Linked DNA regions of Mus musculus: regions 1 and 2 are each linked to region 3. The links are chromatin contacts, called in public Hi-C maps. All regions are on one chromosome and are shown on one strand. The core of a region is the stretch at or near the end of the contact, and the rest is flanking DNA. Distances in the headings are between cores, read along the strand shown.

The links. A called contact is a pair of places that touch in the nucleus more often than the background predicts.
Region 1: a contact with region 3 is called in a Hi-C map of the N1E-115 cell line, with 6 times the contacts expected there. The contact joins the enhancer-like site here to the promoter of Etv1 in region 3. A contact is called at or near these places in 9 of 484 Hi-C or Micro-C datasets (the N1E-115 cell line, brain, cerebellar granule neurons and 5 more), 5 of 115 datasets of contacts at active chromatin or transcription factors (a beta-TC-6 cell line, bone marrow-derived macrophages and embryonic stem cells) and 3 of 9 other capture datasets (adipose tissue, liver and pancreatic islet).
Region 2: a contact with region 3 is called in a Hi-C map of the N1E-115 cell line, with 4 times the contacts expected there. The contact joins the enhancer-like site here to the promoter of Etv1 in region 3. A contact is called at or near these places in 7 of 39 promoter capture datasets (the 3T3-L1 cell line, 3T3-L1-derived adipocytes, the C10 cell line and 3 more), 1 of 15 datasets of contacts at CTCF or cohesin (the NIH/3T3 cell line), 20 of 484 Hi-C or Micro-C datasets (the C10 cell line, the C2C12 cell line, the N1E-115 cell line and 13 more), 4 of 115 datasets of contacts at active chromatin or transcription factors (the NIH/3T3 cell line, bone marrow-derived macrophages and embryonic stem cells) and 3 of 9 other capture datasets (adipose tissue, liver and pancreatic islet).

What each region holds. Positions count from the first base shown.
Region 1 is chr12:38,823,044-38,825,743 of GRCm38.p6, forward strand. All of the region lies in intron 5 of Etv1 (ets variant 1), which reads left to right. Among named protein-coding and RNA genes, the nearest start is that of Etv1, 44 kb to the left of the region's middle. Within about 2 kb of position 1,403, at least 4 of the 459 cell types and tissues checked have an H3K27ac peak or open chromatin away from gene starts, as enhancers often do. A contact at or near this core is called in the N1E-115 cell line and cerebellar granule neurons, where this site is marked.
Region 2 is chr12:38,842,483-38,845,182 of GRCm38.p6, forward strand. All of the region lies in intron 8 of Etv1 (ets variant 1), which reads left to right. Among named protein-coding and RNA genes, the nearest start is that of Gm34611, 63 kb to the right of the region's middle. Within about 2 kb of position 1,394, at least 71 of the 459 cell types and tissues checked have an H3K27ac peak or open chromatin away from gene starts, as enhancers often do. A contact at or near this core is called in the N1E-115 cell line, the NIH/3T3 cell line, adipose tissue and 4 more, where this site is marked.
Region 3 is chr12:38,778,661-38,781,360 of GRCm38.p6, forward strand. Etv1 (ets variant 1) reads left to right here and starts at 1,422. Exons shown (of 13, transcript NM_007960.5): 1 at 1,422-1,761; 2 at 2,188-2,319. The coding sequence starts at 2,275.

The DNA of each region.
Region 1 (2,700 bases), core at 153-2,652, 44 kb after region 3:
AACTTGGGTCCTCTGTAAGAACAACAAGTGCTCTTAACCACTGAGCCACCTCTTCAGCCCCAGGCTCTAATTCTTAACCTGCTTTAATGTTGTCTGAGATCTTTATCCAGGCATTCTGCTTGGATTCTTTATGTTATTTTTTCAGGTCTGTGACTAAATAACCAATAGAATGAACTTAAAAGGTAGAAAGCTTAATTTGGCTAATGGCTTCAGAGATTTTAGGGGGTAGGCTATACATTTTTAATCTGTAGTGCACAATACAACATATCAGAAGAAGTTTTTTATAGCTGGGAAATAAAAGAGGCACCAGGACCTTGAAATCTTCCTCCCACTAGGACTTATTGCCTAAAGATTCCCTCTTCTTACAACCATGCCTCACACTGGGGACCAAGACTGACATCTGAGCATTTGAGCAACAGTCAAGTCCAGCCTTGAAGATCACAAAATACTATGTAAATCTGAGTTATTTTCAAACATAGCTGCAGTTTCTTATTCAGATTGTAAACTCAGCCTCACACCAAAACTCCATTTGTAGATGACTGTTTAGTGGATAGCTGTCACAAACATCTTCTGTTCTCAGCGGAACGTTACAAGGTAAGGCCTTCTTGTCATGACTAAGGAAGTATTCTCCTGAGAGAATGTAATTCATTCTCTCGACCTACGAGTTGTTTTATGTTGTCTTTCTGCTCAATCACGAGTTCACATTTAAATTAGGATCCTTGCTTGTGGAAACCTAAGAGCGCCTCAGTGCTTCAGTAGATTTGTGACGGAACTCTTTCCCTTCTGAAATGTGGGTAGAAGAGGAAAGGTACTAGGCCCTGTCTCATCATTCACGCTCTTCAATGAAAACAATCACCGAATGTCTATGCAGTTAACCATGAATGCCATAACCACTTCTTGCAAACCCTCGGGTTAGGAAGTGGTTAAATTTATTTTTGAAAGTGCATATTTTTAAGTCCTGATATTTTGGAGCTCTTAAATTTAACCGTTAGACAAACTCAGTCATCATTAGTCAGCCGTACGACGTGTTTTTAAAGGTCAAGCTTCCATCAAGGCATAGAATGCAAAGCCCATCTCTTGAGTGTTCTATCTACTTCTCCCTAGAAAAGCTGATAGCTGTGTGGTTGTAAAAGTTTGCATGGGAACCCTCGGACCCTGTTTGAGGAATGCCTGAGATGAACTCTAAATTTCATACTTAGATAAACGATCCGAACTCTATGAAGTCAGGAATAAAGTATCATTTGGAAACATCATTTCTTCGTCAATGAAATGAAGAGGCTAACTCGCTTGATTTAATTCCCTTGAAAAAGGAAAGATTCACTTTAATTAAACTACAAACAATGCCGATGCCTGCAGGTCTGTGTTCCGGACCCAGGGAGGACCGCACTGTAAGCGGAACGCTAGCAGCCTCAGCAGCAGGCTGGAGCCGTGTTCAGTGAAAGTAATTTAATTAGTGTTGATCATGACTCCAGATGATGGTGATTTGATAAGGAATAATTTAGTACTTAACAGCCTTTTACATGCACCAGCTCCATGTGGGAAGGTACAGCAAATTGCACGAGATGAATGTGCTGCTTTCTCTTGCGCCGGTGCCAATGATCTGGAAAAACCTCCTATTAGCAGACGCTAAGCCTCGAGTCCTGGGATGAAATATACTGTAGGCAGCCTCCAACTCAGCCTGTCCTGGTGGGAGTCTCTACATCTCTCATGCAAAGGTAAATAAGAGAAGTTGTCTACAGGAAGTCATAGGTATGATTCCCAGGAGGGAGGCAAGCTTTAGTGAGCTCAGGTCATAAACGATCTTGTGCAGAAAAATCGAAGGCTTCGGTTTGGCTTTAAGTTTGATGCTTCACCTACAGATATGAAAAAAAAAAAAAAGATAAATGCTGGGTATCTTAGATCGTCCTGTTAGTCTTTGACTTGGGACTAGTAAAGAAAAATCAATTCTTGGTCCATCATGATTCACAGCCCCACAGGCATAGAATGAGGTTGTAAAGAGAGTGGAAACCCTCCACTGGTATTGCTGGGGAGCTTACAAGGTGGAGAGAGTTCTAGTGTTGGCATCTAAATAGAATTTTTTCAAGTGCTGGGTCTATTTGAACACAATGTGCACTGGTGGAGCCATGCCTCACATTGGACGCAGCATTTGTCCGGTTATGATAATCACCTAGAAATTCTTGTAGCCTAAAATCATTACTTGGCCAGCTTGGTGACAACACTTACTAGGAATGAAGCATTAGATTAAGGTGCAATAACAAGGTGCTATGTACTGGGTGGCTTAAACAACAGATACGGCTTCGCTTCATCTTCAGTGGCTACAGAGCAGGATGAAGATGTAAGGAAGGTTCTGAGGAGTAAGAGAGGGGGAGGGAAGGAGGGAGGGGAGGGGAGAGGGAGGGAAGGAGAGGAGAAGAGAGAGAGAGAGAGAGAGAGAGAGAGAGAGCGAGAGAGAGAGAGAGAGAGAGAGAGAGAGAGAGAGAGAATCTGCTCTATGATTGTCCGCAGTCCTTTCCACTTTCATATCCTTCTTTGACATTTCTGGGTTTGCTGCTTGATCGCTGCCTTCAGTGTCACACAATGGTCTCTCTGGAGGTCACGACTTTTGTCCACATCTCCCCTTGGTTTGAAGGACGCTAGCCATGGAGATACAGCCCATCTCAACAACTTAATTTAACTGAGCCGCCAAACAAAACCACAGGC
Region 2 (2,700 bases), core at 144-2,643, 64 kb after region 3:
ATGGTTCTAGAAACTCTGGCTTTGTGTACCTGAGATGTGACACTCCCGAAGGCTCAGCTCTGCTCTCTATAAAGCATCTTTACTCAAGGCCACATTCCTTTCAGCTTAACTTCGCTCTTTCCTAACTTTTTTTTTCTTCCCAAATTCTTTTTCTTTTTTAATTAGGTATTTTCCTCATTTACATTTTCAGTGCTATCCCAAAGGTCCCCCATACCCAACTCCCCAATCCCCTACCCACCCACTCCCCCTTTTTGGCCCTGGCGTTCCCCTGTACTGGGGCATATAAAGTTTGCAAGTCCAATGGGCCTCTCTTTGCAGTGATGGCCGACTAGGCCATCTTTTGATACATATGCAGCTAAAGACAAGAGCTCCCGGGTACTGGTTAGTTCATAATGTTGTTCCACCTATAGGGTTGCAGTTCCCTTTAGCTCCTTGGGTAATTTCTCTAGCTCCTCCATTAGGGGCCGTGTGACCCATCCAATAGCTGACTGTGATCATCCACTTCTGTGTTTGCTAGGCCCCGGCATAGTCTCACAAGAGAGAGCTATAACTGGGTCCTTTCAGGGAAATCTTGCTAGTGTATGCAATGGTGTCAGCATTTGGAAGCTGATTATGGGATGGATCCCTGCATATGGCAATCACTAGATGGTCCATCCTTTCGTCACAGCTCCAAATTTTGTCTCTGTAACTCCTTCCTTTCCTAACTTTTAATATTGTTGCTGAAAGAAATGGACTTGGGGATGTTAAAGAAGGAACTATTGTTTTTTTTTGTTTTTTGTTTTTTTGTTTTTTTTTTTTTTTTTGGAAGATGTTAACTTTCTATTTGTTGCTCTAGCCTACAATGATAGTTTTCTTTTACTCAACCTGGGGTTTGTCGACAAGTAGGCGGATGTTTCAGGTGCTTCCATTGTGAAAAGTGACAGTGGTCTTTACCTAATTGATCTTATTATTATAATAGTTGTCACGGATTAGCCTCACAGTTTGACTTAGCTTCTAATGGCCCAATGTGGGTTGTGTGGCTTTTTCTCATTTGATTCTGGTTAAAGTAGTAACTCTCCCCAACCATGATCCTGGTCTGTGCTCTCAGTTTTTCTAAGAAATGCTTCAATATACTCTAAATCTACAGTTACTGTAAGTGGCCTTGGCGAGTGATTTGATTTGAGAATTGAGACTACAGTCTGGATTTACTCTTCATGCATTAACACAGGTCAAATGGACAGGGACTGCATTTTAAGTCAGTAATGGAAGGCTGAAGGCTGTCTTAAACCAATCATATCAGTTTTACCCATGACTGATTGATCCCTAGGGGCAGAGCCTTGTAAGCGTTTCTTTTCCATGAATGGACTCCATAGAGCCTGGAGTTTCATTCATAAAATGGAGACTGAAAGGAAACACACACACACACACACATGCACAAAGCCTGACTCTCTGGAATGTCATTTATAAAGAGCTGGAGGGTGTAGTGTTCCATCAGCTGTTGCTTTTGCCAGTTGACTGGAAGTAATGATTAATGTTCATTGGTCCTGCTTGTGTGTAACCTGACACCATTTATGGCTTTCCAGAGTTCCTAATGTATGGTGAATGGGAAGACAACATTCTCAAATCAGAAACATAAACAGGAACTGGTGGGTCTGAATTCCATTCAAATATGTCATCTCAGCCCCACTGTGTTTGTCTAACTTGGATTTTGCAGGCAGGAAAGGGGGAAGGGAGGGATGACATGCTCCTTAGCTGGGCTAGTTTAGAAAGGGGAACTTGACAGGGTGGAGTACACTTTTGTAGTGTGTAATTTATGCTTTCTTTTCAAACAGAACAACCAGGACACTTAGGCTTTGCGTTGCTTACGACCAGTGGCTGAAATGAACATCAACTGTTTTTATAAGTGGAGCTGAGATTTGAAATGAAATGAAACAGTTTAAAGACCACTGGGTTTGAATGTATGTGTTTAGTGAATGTGAACAAAAGAGCCAAAAGATTACCTTCTTTTCAAAACGGTGTGTGTGTGTGTGTGTGTGTGTGTGTAAAATGACCACACCTGTGCATTCCTGTGTCTGTGTGCACTCATTTGAGTGTAGGCTTTTGGATTTTAAATATTCTTATGAAATGTTTTGGAGCTCAATTATTTCCATACTCAAATGATTTAGCTAGGTAAGTGGTGGAATGGGTTTCATAACTTGAAATAAGTTTTTTTTAAAAATTGTATTGGGTTAAAGAGATACTTATTGTTTTCATTGTGTTTTTATTTATTGCTGTTAATAGTTGTTGGTAACTTTCTTAAGGACAGATAATCCAAATGAATGGGAAAATACTCAAAAAAGCCAAATAAAGTTGTCAAATGAGCAGTGCTAGGGTTGTGATTATTTAATAGATCTCTAACTTTGATTTTAACTCCTCTTTCTGTGTGAGCCTTAAGAGCTTATTGCTGTATTACTGTGATCTGCTTTTTAGTTATGTTCAGCATTAATTGTAAAATCACTCAGTTCGTGTGACATTTGAAAACACCAACTCCTGGGCCTGATATCTGTTGACCATTTGTATCATATGGAGCAAGCTTTGCGATTTCTTTTGCCTCCCAATTTACTTATTTCCAAAGGGGCCTTAGTGTATTTGTAGAGATGAAATATTGTCATGTTTAAGCAGTGCCTAACACAGTATCCAGCATAGATTAGCAGACCTGGCACCGATGAAGGATACTCAGTG
Region 3 (2,700 bases), core at 172-2,671:
CCAATCCGCTGGCGGAGCGCTGCGGGGTCAGCAATAAACAACAATGGACTGGAAATCCACGGTTCCTCATTGGCTTCAGGGACAAGCTCCCGGGGCCTTTCGAGAAGCTCCGCCCTCTCCCGGTTGCTCTGGATACCTGTCCCGCTCTGGCCTCACAGAAAGGCTTTGGAAACTGTTACCGCCTTGTCTGGGGTTTGCAGACTGGCGGGTTACCCACGCTGTGCTCCCCTCTTCGGGTTGCACCCTCACAAAGTCTAGTAGCGTTCGAACGCACCCCTCGCCCGGGCTCTGATACTGTCCTCTCTCAAAGAGGACGCGCGCGGCGCCCTGACTAGGCTTGGGGCAAGCATTGTGTGTGCCCTGGAAGACTACACTTTTCCCTTGGTGAAGCGCAGAGTGGTTTTGTCATAAACTACGCTCTTTCTCGGCGGGTCCGGAGTACCAGGCGCGCACGCTCCCATTTTGATGTTTCCACCATGTTCCATTTAAGGGAAGAAACTTTCAAATAGAAATTGAGAACTGCAGCACATTGCTCAACGGGGCTAAACAGCTGCTGGAAAAGTCCTTTAGTCCCCAGCTCTGGTCCCCGCCAGGGTCTCAAGTGACTTTTAGCACCGTAAAGCCCCGGCCCCACTCCTCCCTGGCTTCCAATTCTTGGTAGGGCAGCGGCTGCAAAGGGGACACATCAGAACTAAGCTCTGTGGGCAGGCAGCTTCAGAGAGATTCTCGCTTCCAAAGGTCCCATCATTGTCCTTGTAACCCGAGCCCTCCCTGCTCTTCCCCCACTTCTTGGTGGAGGAAGTGAAATCTTCAAGTACAGTAAGTGACACCCTCCGCCTCTCTGTATACATAACAAAAGCTCCGGAAACGGCGGGGACGGGGGAGGGGTGCGGGAGGGGGGCATCTGAACTACCAAGTCCTCCCCCACCCCTCTGTGGCCACTGGAGGTTTTTTTCCCTCTCAGCACTCTCCAGGATGAATCTGATTTTTATACTTTCCTCGCCCACTCTGCTACGTACTCCTCCGGATCCTCTCTTCCAGCGCCACCTCTCCTTAGAAGCAGCTTCTCCCGCTTGCTTTCCTTACAATATTTTCATGTCCAACGGACGAAAGGAGATCATTTTTGTTGAAGATGTATTAAAAAAAATCTTATAAGCCCTATTACAGTGTTGAAAATGGAGAAAAAAAATAGCTTGGACCGAAAGCTTCTGAGGAGCAAGGCTGGAGCGTGTGGTGGGTGGACTCCGGGTCAAAGGTAGAGAAAAGGGATTGTGGACACTCGATCTGTACCCCAACCTCTACGACAGTGCTTTAAGGACATAATAATGGACCAAACAACGCTAGGAATGAGAACTGGTTGACTCGATACACTAGGTTTCAGTATCCCTCCGGTTTTAACAAAAACAGCGAGTTAGGAAGGAAGTAGTTTCCCTCGGTGGCTTTTCCTGGGTGCGGACCCTGCGACTTCTCCCAGAGTGGTCGCAAAGGCATAGGGGCGCAGGAGACCCAAGGGAAGGGGCCGAAAGCTGCCTGATTGACAGCCCGAAATCTGATCTTGTGAAAGAGACGTGGAGCCAATGGGAGGCAGCGATCCATCAGTTTGGATTGGAGGCCCCTGGAGGAGAAGTAGAGGAAAAACCACCGAATTCAGCTCTGTCAGAGGCGCTTTCGGCTTCCAAGGGGAAGTGCTGGGCAATAATTAATGTTTTTATTAAATTTGGAGGGAATTTTTTGCAGCCGTTCGCCTAGCGTGGCCTTCAGGTGGGTATTTCCAACAACTTTTTATGTCTCTCCAGATAATTGCATGGTTGTGGGTTGCAAAAACTATTCTTATGAAAGAGGTAGCTCCGTCTCTTTAGTCCCGTTAGGTGAAAAGCAAGTCTCGTTGATCGCCATTGCTAGTTTTGCCCACGTTTGCGAATCAGAGCCGCCTGGGGTACACTGACCGAGCAGGGAGCATCCAGAGTGTAAATAAATACATTGCCTCTTGTTAGGATTTTTGATACGACCGAAAGTATGTAAATTGTGAACTCTCTTGGCTCTCTTTGGATCCAGGTGAAGAAGGCGGCGTAGGGGAGGGTTATTTTTGTGAATGGGGCTGTCGAGGGTAATTAGCTATGCAAATGCAAGAGCTTCATTCATGATTTTTTTTTTTTTAAGCCTAAAAGCCATCTTGTTCCCCTCTAGGTTGATAGAAGTCCAGATCCCGAGGAAATCTCCAGCTAAATGCTCAAAATATAAAACACTGAGCTAATATTTGCGAAGAGGAGCAGAATGGATGGATTTTATGACCAGCAAGTGCCTTACGTGGTCACCAACGTGAGTGATCAGTTCGAAAGTTGCTGTTTATAAACTTGACTTGGACGGGGGTGGGGAGAGCGAGAGATGCGAAGGGAGGGGGCAGGGGGTTGGGACTGCAGACACTTTATCTGCTTTGTTGCCACTGTAGGGCGACTCTGCTTCTAGAAGCCCTATCTACAAAATGAGCTTACCTTTGAGTGATTCGGATAAGGCATAGTTTTGTTTTAAGACCTCTTCTTCTGGTTAATATGTCCACGATGAGTGCAAGAGGAGACGGAGGGCAGCAACAGCTGCACTCAAAGTTTGTGGCTGGGTTTATCTGCCACATTGAAAAGAACGAAGTTGAGACAAATGCTGACAATTTTGTGTTTACATGGGGTGTCTTGGGGGGGGTCTTCC